2 separate regions of the Sus scrofa genome follow, and region 1 is linked to region 2. A link is a contact called in public promoter capture Hi-C data. All regions are on one chromosome and are shown on one strand. Each heading gives the region's core, a stretch centred on a gene start, on an enhancer-like site or on the middle of the called end of the contact. The rest is flanking DNA. Distances are from core to core; before and after follow the strand shown.

What was found. Promoter capture Hi-C pulls out the DNA fragments that hold promoters and counts their contacts.
Region 1: a promoter capture Hi-C map of fetal liver shows a contact between it and region 2, with 4 times the contacts expected there. The contact joins the promoter of LNPK here to the promoter of ATP5G3 in region 2. A contact is called at or near these places in 2 of 5 promoter capture datasets (fetal liver and liver) and 1 of 2 datasets of contacts at active chromatin or transcription factors (alveolar macrophages).

The regions. Positions count from the first base shown.
Region 1 is chr15:81,803,392-81,807,070 of Sscrofa11.1, reverse strand. LNPK (protein lunapark) reads left to right here and starts at 1,409. Exons shown (of 13, transcript NM_001244263.1): 1 at 1,409-1,514. It overlaps LOC102158914 (a long non-coding RNA gene), which reads right to left and starts at 2,164. Exons shown (of 2, transcript XR_002339478.1): 1 at 1,940-2,164; 2 at 482-1,131.
Region 2 is chr15:81,092,184-81,095,693 of Sscrofa11.1, reverse strand. It overlaps ATP5G3 (ATP synthase, H+ transporting, mitochondrial Fo complex subunit C3 (subunit 9)), which reads left to right and starts at 1,397. Exons shown (of 5, transcript NM_001244862.1): 1 at 1,397-1,448; 2 at 1,646-1,757; 3 at 2,943-3,020. The coding sequence starts at 1,719.

The DNA.
Region 1 (3,679 bases), core at 160-2,659, 710 kb before region 2:
ATTAGATCTTGACAGTTCAATTAAAACTACAAAACAAATTATTAGCGAGTAGAAAATAATTCCTTATTCTCTTAGGAAGAGATCATCCTGAGGTGGGGAGATGTATTTGCATAACTGCACAGGCCTTTTTTTAAACAAACAAAACTTTGAATTGCAAAGGATGAAAAACAAAATGGTTAAATTTTCATGCCAAAATAGATAAAATGTTTTCTTCTCATTTTCTTTTAGATTTGTAAAGTGACCCAGATTACACAAGAAGAAACTTTGGTTCCCTTCCCCTCACATTTACAAGGCTGGAACTAAAGATTTTAGCAGTTAAGGAACTCCACAGTGAGTCATCTGATAGCTTCCAGTATAATAAATTATTCTTACCAAGTAGATACTATGCTCACTTTCTTTTACTTAACCTGTTTGGTGTCAAGGTTTAAACATAGCATATTAAAATGATTATACTCTTTAAAAATAATGGACACTTTAAAAATTATTTTAAAATGTGTATGTAACTAAATAGAAAAATCCCATGAAAAATATCTGTACACAGGGGTTAAACATGACAAAAGCTTTTGCTGAAGTTTCTCTACGCCCACACAACTTAGTGCGGTTCAAGTACCATTTGTTATTTAGACCTGTCATTCCCAGTTGACTAGGAAATTTAATGCTTTTTAGCCACTGTTTTAAAACTGAGGCAAATAAAACCTGGGTGGTTTATTTGCGGGCCTAGTACCAGCACCTGTGACAGGAGTGTTCTTGGCTAAGAGTTTTAAGATAGAAAAATCAGCTTATGTTGTTATCCACAGGCTTTAAATCAATATCATTGTGCCTTTGACGCTAACCACACACTGGTGAGGTAAGCATCCAGTCACAAAAGACCCTTTTTGACGTCCAGAAGTCATAAAAGCCTCAAGCACTCCTGGAGTCTAGGCTGAATTTCTCCGCTGGCATGTTTGGGAACTGGTCTCTTCCAAGCTGTGTAGTATTAACTTGCTCTTCTGGCGGCTGGACGACAGCTGATTGGTGACTCTTCGGGGCGGACTCATCTCCACCCCCAAGCCCGCTCTTCTATCTCTCGGTCTAGGACCATCAGGACTAATTTTGGGGTTTTCTTTAGCCGGTGAGACTTGGCAGAACAGGCTGTAAAAGAAAACGAAGCAGAGGAGGAGCAAGAAGTAACCCCTTTGGTAAGAGTCATAATAAATGGCAATCCACCTCTGAGATGCGACGATGAGCACCCTACTTGGCCACGGAAACCACAGGGACAACTGCCCTGGGGCCAACTGTCCGCCGCGCCCCCAACTGCCCGCCCGGTCACGATCACGTGACGGGGGAGCGGCGCGCGCTGGCCGCGGCTCCGATTGGCCGGCGGCGGGAGCGCGGGGTTTGATGGGAAGGTGTTGGCCGGGCCTCCAGCTCTGTCAGGGGTGGCTGCTGCCTGCTCTGGAGGCGAGCTCCGTGGTGGCGGCCGAAGGTGGCAGAGGTGGACGCTAGCGCCGGGCTTTGCCCGCTTCTTGTTGAAGGTAGAGGGCTCAAAATGAAGGCCGGTGGGAGAGTTCGGCAGTGGGGAGGCGCTCTGAGCTTTTTCCTGGGAAATACTCTGCTGGTCCCCACGCTTGCTTCTCCCAGGCGCCTCCGCCCCACGCGGAGTGGCCTAGGAGCTCTGTGGCGGCGGCTAGTCGAACTCCTGCCCGGCTGCTCGTTCACCCAGTCTCGCCGCCGGATCCCCTTATTGTCCCAGCACAGTGGCAAGGGTGGCCCTGGAGTGCTGGAGACCCCTTTCTGTCTCCCAATGGGGAATTGGTTCCCCAGCCTTTTCTCGGAGATTTCGGGGTTGGGTGGGGCGGTGACTGGGACGAGCTGAGCATTGACTCTTTGGCCCACTTCTGTGTTTGAGAGAAAGGTCAGAAGGTTTTACACTAAGCTATTGCTTTGAGTGGGTTCTTACCCATGTGGTCTTTTTCTGAGTTGTGCGGCGGTGCCGAGAGTTGGAAAGATCGTGAGGGACCGAAAACTGTCAGTGTCATGCTGCTCGGCCCATCCTTGTGGGCGTGGATTGTGCGCTAGCTACTTAGAGAAGCCTCTGTACCTCTGTTGTCCTTATTTGAGCGACGGTGGGCGGTGTAAGGGGTGGAGGGAAGGGCGAGGTTTCGTGTGTGTCATGGACGAGGCAGAAGGGGAAGAACAAGAATTAAAACAACAGTAGTTTTAATTCTTGAACACTGCGTATGGGATTTGAGAGAGAGCTGGGATTAGCGAACTCAGTTTTGCTGATGGTGCTCTCACTGTACTAAGTAAAATCTGAGTCACAGAATTTTCCACGTTCCGCTTTTCCCAGTAGGCTTCTGTTTTGTGGCACCTAGTGTCGATTGTTTTCTCTTTTCCCTGTGGCCTGGGTGTCACCATTGGCAAAATTGTCGTCACAAAATTCAACAGCAGTTTGTATGGATGTGAGTAAGCTTGGTTTCAGGCATATGTTCAAACTGGCAGGGAATGCTAATCTCTTGTTCTCATCGACTCTCATATCTTCATTTTAGAACGAAGTCGATTTTGAACAATTTTCTCCTTTTTTTTGGAACACATTTTTTAAAAAACGAGTGACGCTTTTGAAATTAGAATTTCAAGTTTTCTCTGTCATCTACTGGGATCAGCCCAATGCTGTTAAAAACTTAGTGTTTATATATATTATTAACTTGAAAAAATGTAAGAAAAGGAAGAAATTATATGGCTTACTACAGGTATGATTTATTACAGAAATCTTTTAATCAAAGAGTCATTTTTTGTAGTATTTAATTCAGAATGAACATTGACTTACCATGAAGACTAGAACTTAATCATTATATAATAAAAGTGCTTTTAGAGCTGTATTTCTTTTCAGTGATTTTAGTTTTGAGTGATAAATGTGGTTTGGGATATTTCAGAATTGTCTTTCAGTTAGGATATTTGGAAGTTAGTGTTCTAGAATAGACACTTTTAATCTCAAGTTGAATAGTAAAATGCGTTGTAGTGGTGGTGTTGATGGTGACTGAATAGTTTCTACTTAAGTTTGGAACTTGATAAACATAAAAGTAAACTTCCTTTGCTGTTAAAGGCCTACGAAGTTATTTTTAATGAAGAGTCTTCAGATTATTTTGCTTTATTTTTTATACTGGAGAAAATGAGAACAATACAATTTCAGTTAAAATGCAAACTAATTTTATTTTCCAGTTTTAAAATTATGAAATAGGTCCTTTATAAGAAGTTAGAAATGTGTTCCATATGAGAAGTATTGCTGTACTACATGTGTTTTCTGGCAATAGTAATAATAATGACTATAATTTATTATGCACTTATTTGTTGGGCACTGTGCCAAGTGATAATGTAATTTCTTGTAATTCATAGAACAATTCTGTGAAGTGTACATATTTTCACCACTTTACAGACGCTGAAACTGAGGCTTAGAGAGTTTAGTTTACTGAAGATCACATAGCTAGTATGTGGTTGAGTCATATTTTGATTCCAGGCCTTTTTTATTCCACTATTTCGAAATGACTTGAAGTAAGCTGAAGATTTAAGAATAACATGTCCGAGATTCTGACACCTAAACCTGAATGTGAATAGCAGTTAGTAGAAAACATACAGATAATATGGTGAGCTTTATTACTTATTGAAAAACACGTTAGATGCATCCAGCTCCAAAGGTCATGTG
Region 2 (3,510 bases), core at 148-2,647:
GGGACCGAACCCCCAACCTCATGGTTCCTAGTCAGATTCGTTAACCACTACACCACCACGGGAACTCCCATTTTTCAAGTTTTAGTTCTGAGGGCTTCTCCTGAGGATTGCTGCTAGATGATACTGCATCCTTATGCCAACTAGGAAAAAAGTGATCTTCTGGGTCCATGTTGTCCCATGCCAGGGTTCTAGGCCAAGTGGGTAGGATTTCAGTACCCAGGTATTCCTACAACTGGGTATACTAGATATTTAATCTTTTACGTTGCATCACTTCTGATAGACACTTGTTATAACTACTAAGTCAAATTTACAGAATTCAAGGACCTACCAAGAAGTCCAGTAATAGCCATTTTCCTGAGATATTTCTGTATTCAATAGAAAATGACTTATCCAAGGTTACCAAAAAACAAGTGTTAAAATTAGGTCAGTTTTGAAAATACTCAGACTTTCTTTAGTTCCTGGCCCTACAAAAAAAAAAAAAAAAAAAAAAAAAAAAAAAAAACAAAAACAAAAACAAACAAACCAAAAAAAAAAAAAAAAATTTACAAACCCTTAGTTCTTCTAATCTTAGGACTGGAAGAAAAACTGACCTCCCTCACTTCACCAAGAAGCAACTCTGTGCCCAAAGTCACAAAACTCATTCCTTTGCCCAGGTCAGATCCACTTTTACCCAAAAGATTAGCTAGACTTCTAGAACTCTTTTCCAGATTCCTTTAAAGAAATGCATTCACTTTGCTAGGGACTCTAGTTTCTTCTGTCAAACAATGAATGAACCCTTTCACCACAGGGTCCTATTTCACATAGGGAGGGAATGACCAGGAAGGGGGTTTCTCTATGAATGAGACCTAGCAACCTCTCTTTAAGAATGTATCAAATGAGTTCCCATTGTGGTGCAGCAGAAACGAACCCGCCTAGTAACTGCGAGGTTCAGGGTTCAATGCCTGGCCTCACTCAGTGGGATAAGGATCCGGCTTTGCCATGAGCTGTGGTGTAGGTCAGCAGACCCGCTCGGATCCTGCATTGCTGTGGCCCGCAGCTACAGCTCCAATTCAACCCCTAGCCTGGAAGCCTCCATATGCCTCAGGTGAGGCCCTAAAAAGCGAAAATATATATATGTGTGTGTCAAATGAAAGATAAAGTCCCACTGTCCTGCGACTAGTTTAGATCAAAAGCCGTTCGGTTTCCTCTGCCTGGGCTGTCTTTAATTTCTTTTTCTCTCCTTCACCACCTTCTGCCCGCCAAGCCATCTCAGAGTGGCTGTCGCTGTCCTTCCCAACTGGTTACCAATAAAGTTGTTACAAAGTGACCTTGAACGTCTTCCGGGCTCGCGGGATTCCCCGCCTTCTCCATCCGGGTGCCGGGGCGCGAATAAGAGCCGGACTGCGTCTGCGCGCCCAGCCCCACTTCTTCGACCTCTGCCGCAGCGGCCGCCGCCACCTCGCCGGAAGGTAAGCGGAGGGCTCGGGAGCCTGGCCTGGCTGGGGTGGAGCCGCGCCCAGGAGGGACCCATTCATTCTGCTGGATTCTGCTGGCGCCTCGCTGGGCGCGCGGCCCAAGCTGACCGCGTGCACGGGAACCCGCGGGACCTGGGTAGAAGGACAGGCCCTTGGAGAGCACTTGACCTTAAGCCTCTTTGCCCCCGCAGAGAGGAAGCGGGAGAGGAGCTTACATCGCCTGCCGCCCAAGTCTTCCAGCCGCGCCGCCCAGAAGAGTGCAAGATGTTCGCCTGCACCAAGCTCGCCTGCACCCCCGCTCTGGTGCGTAGCCCATGCCGGGCTGGGGACCGAGGGTCGAATGTCTTGGCCTGGGCGTCCACGTTGTCGAACGGGTCACCTCCGGGCAGGACACACCGCGCTCTCGGGATATCTCTCCCTCGCCCCTCAACCTCTGTGTCCTTTTTTTCTTTTCCTTCTTTTTCTGGGGCTTCTCACTCTCCTCCTCCCCTCCTACGGTATTGAAGAGCCACCGAGGCCTAGCTGTCAGGCCCCACTCGGCGTAGGTCAAACCCTCCTTCCCCCCTCGTCGTGGAGCGGCTCCCTCCCGCACCCCCTCCATCACCCTGTTGGGTCGGGGCCCGGTGGAGGTTGGGGTGCAGAGGGGGAAGGAGGGAGGCTGCCGGGGCCTAGTTCACCGCCGGCGCGCTCTCCATTGCAGATCTGTAGGTCAAATTCGCTGCTGCAGAGGGAGGGACTTTGCCTCTCCCCGTGTGGGCGGAGGCAGGTGGTGCAAGAGCCTGGAGTCTTTCTTCCTGCCTTTGGGATGTTATTTCCATAGTCGTTTTGCACGCCTTTGGTGGAGTGAAGATCTGAGGGATTTGCCTTAGAGAATCAGGTCTCGGTTCTGAAGGGATTTTCTGTGACCTTAGTTCAGTGGACACTCAAGGACGGAGAAGGTGGACTGGAATGTGTCCTTATGGTCAGAGTGTTTCGACGATTGTGTTTTTCCTAATATGGAATAGCTTAAACTGCTTTTTAATTTTGAGATTAATGGACATATAAGAATATCTTAGAAATAGTGGGAGCTCATATTAACTAATGGGCTGTTTTAAATGTCAAGCATTTATAGCACTGATGCCCGAACCTGTTGATCCACTTAAAATTACCGAAGAATGTGGGGCGTTTATTGCTGGGGTTTTTATCTGAATTGTGGTACTACAAGAATTGAAATTTTAAAAGCAATACTTATTCTTTTTAACTAGTTGTTCTTAGAGGTTTTGTTCAGAGTATTACAAATACATTATGAAGCAAGCTTTAAAATGCATTAGCAACTTTATCAAGATTCTTTCATAACCAGTGTAGCCAAATAAGAATCAATAGAGAAAAGTCATGATCTTTTTGATTCATTTTTGCTGCTTTCTTTTTCAGAGTTCATAGTGCAAGAAGGGGCCTTGAAGTCTTATCTGTATTCTTATTTAATACACAGAATCTTTTTTTCATTAACAGATCCGAGCTGGATCCAGAGTTGCATACAGACCAATTTCTGCATCAGTGTTATCTCGACCAGAGGCCAGGCCTGGAGAGGTAAAAGTAGTAATAATAGAAATTAAGTAACACTATCAAGTAAGCCTTAGGATTTTGATTAAAGGGGAAAACCTTCATTAATGAATGGTTTGAGCCAGTCCTTTCTACTCTTGAATGGAAAATATTTGCAGAGAATGAGCCAGTGAAAGAAACTTCTATATCCAAAACTTAACCACCCAACTCAGCTAAGAAATATAGTCAGTATGTATATATTTAAGTATATTGTTTTGCATTGCCTGTATTTAAGATTATGGTGGTAAGTTACTGAGAAGCTTACTCTCTTAAAAAGCATATGCACTGTTTCTTAATTTTTAAAAATCTTAACTCAGTGTAGGTATTGTTATTCCTATTTAAGATTGGACTTGTTCTAAGCCGTTGATTTTTCTGTTGTGTGACACCATCTCCTATGCAAACTCAGCTACAAAAGAGAAGTAGTTGTCATTTTGACAGTACCTAATAGCTAACTGTGATTACTGATTTGACCTTTGCC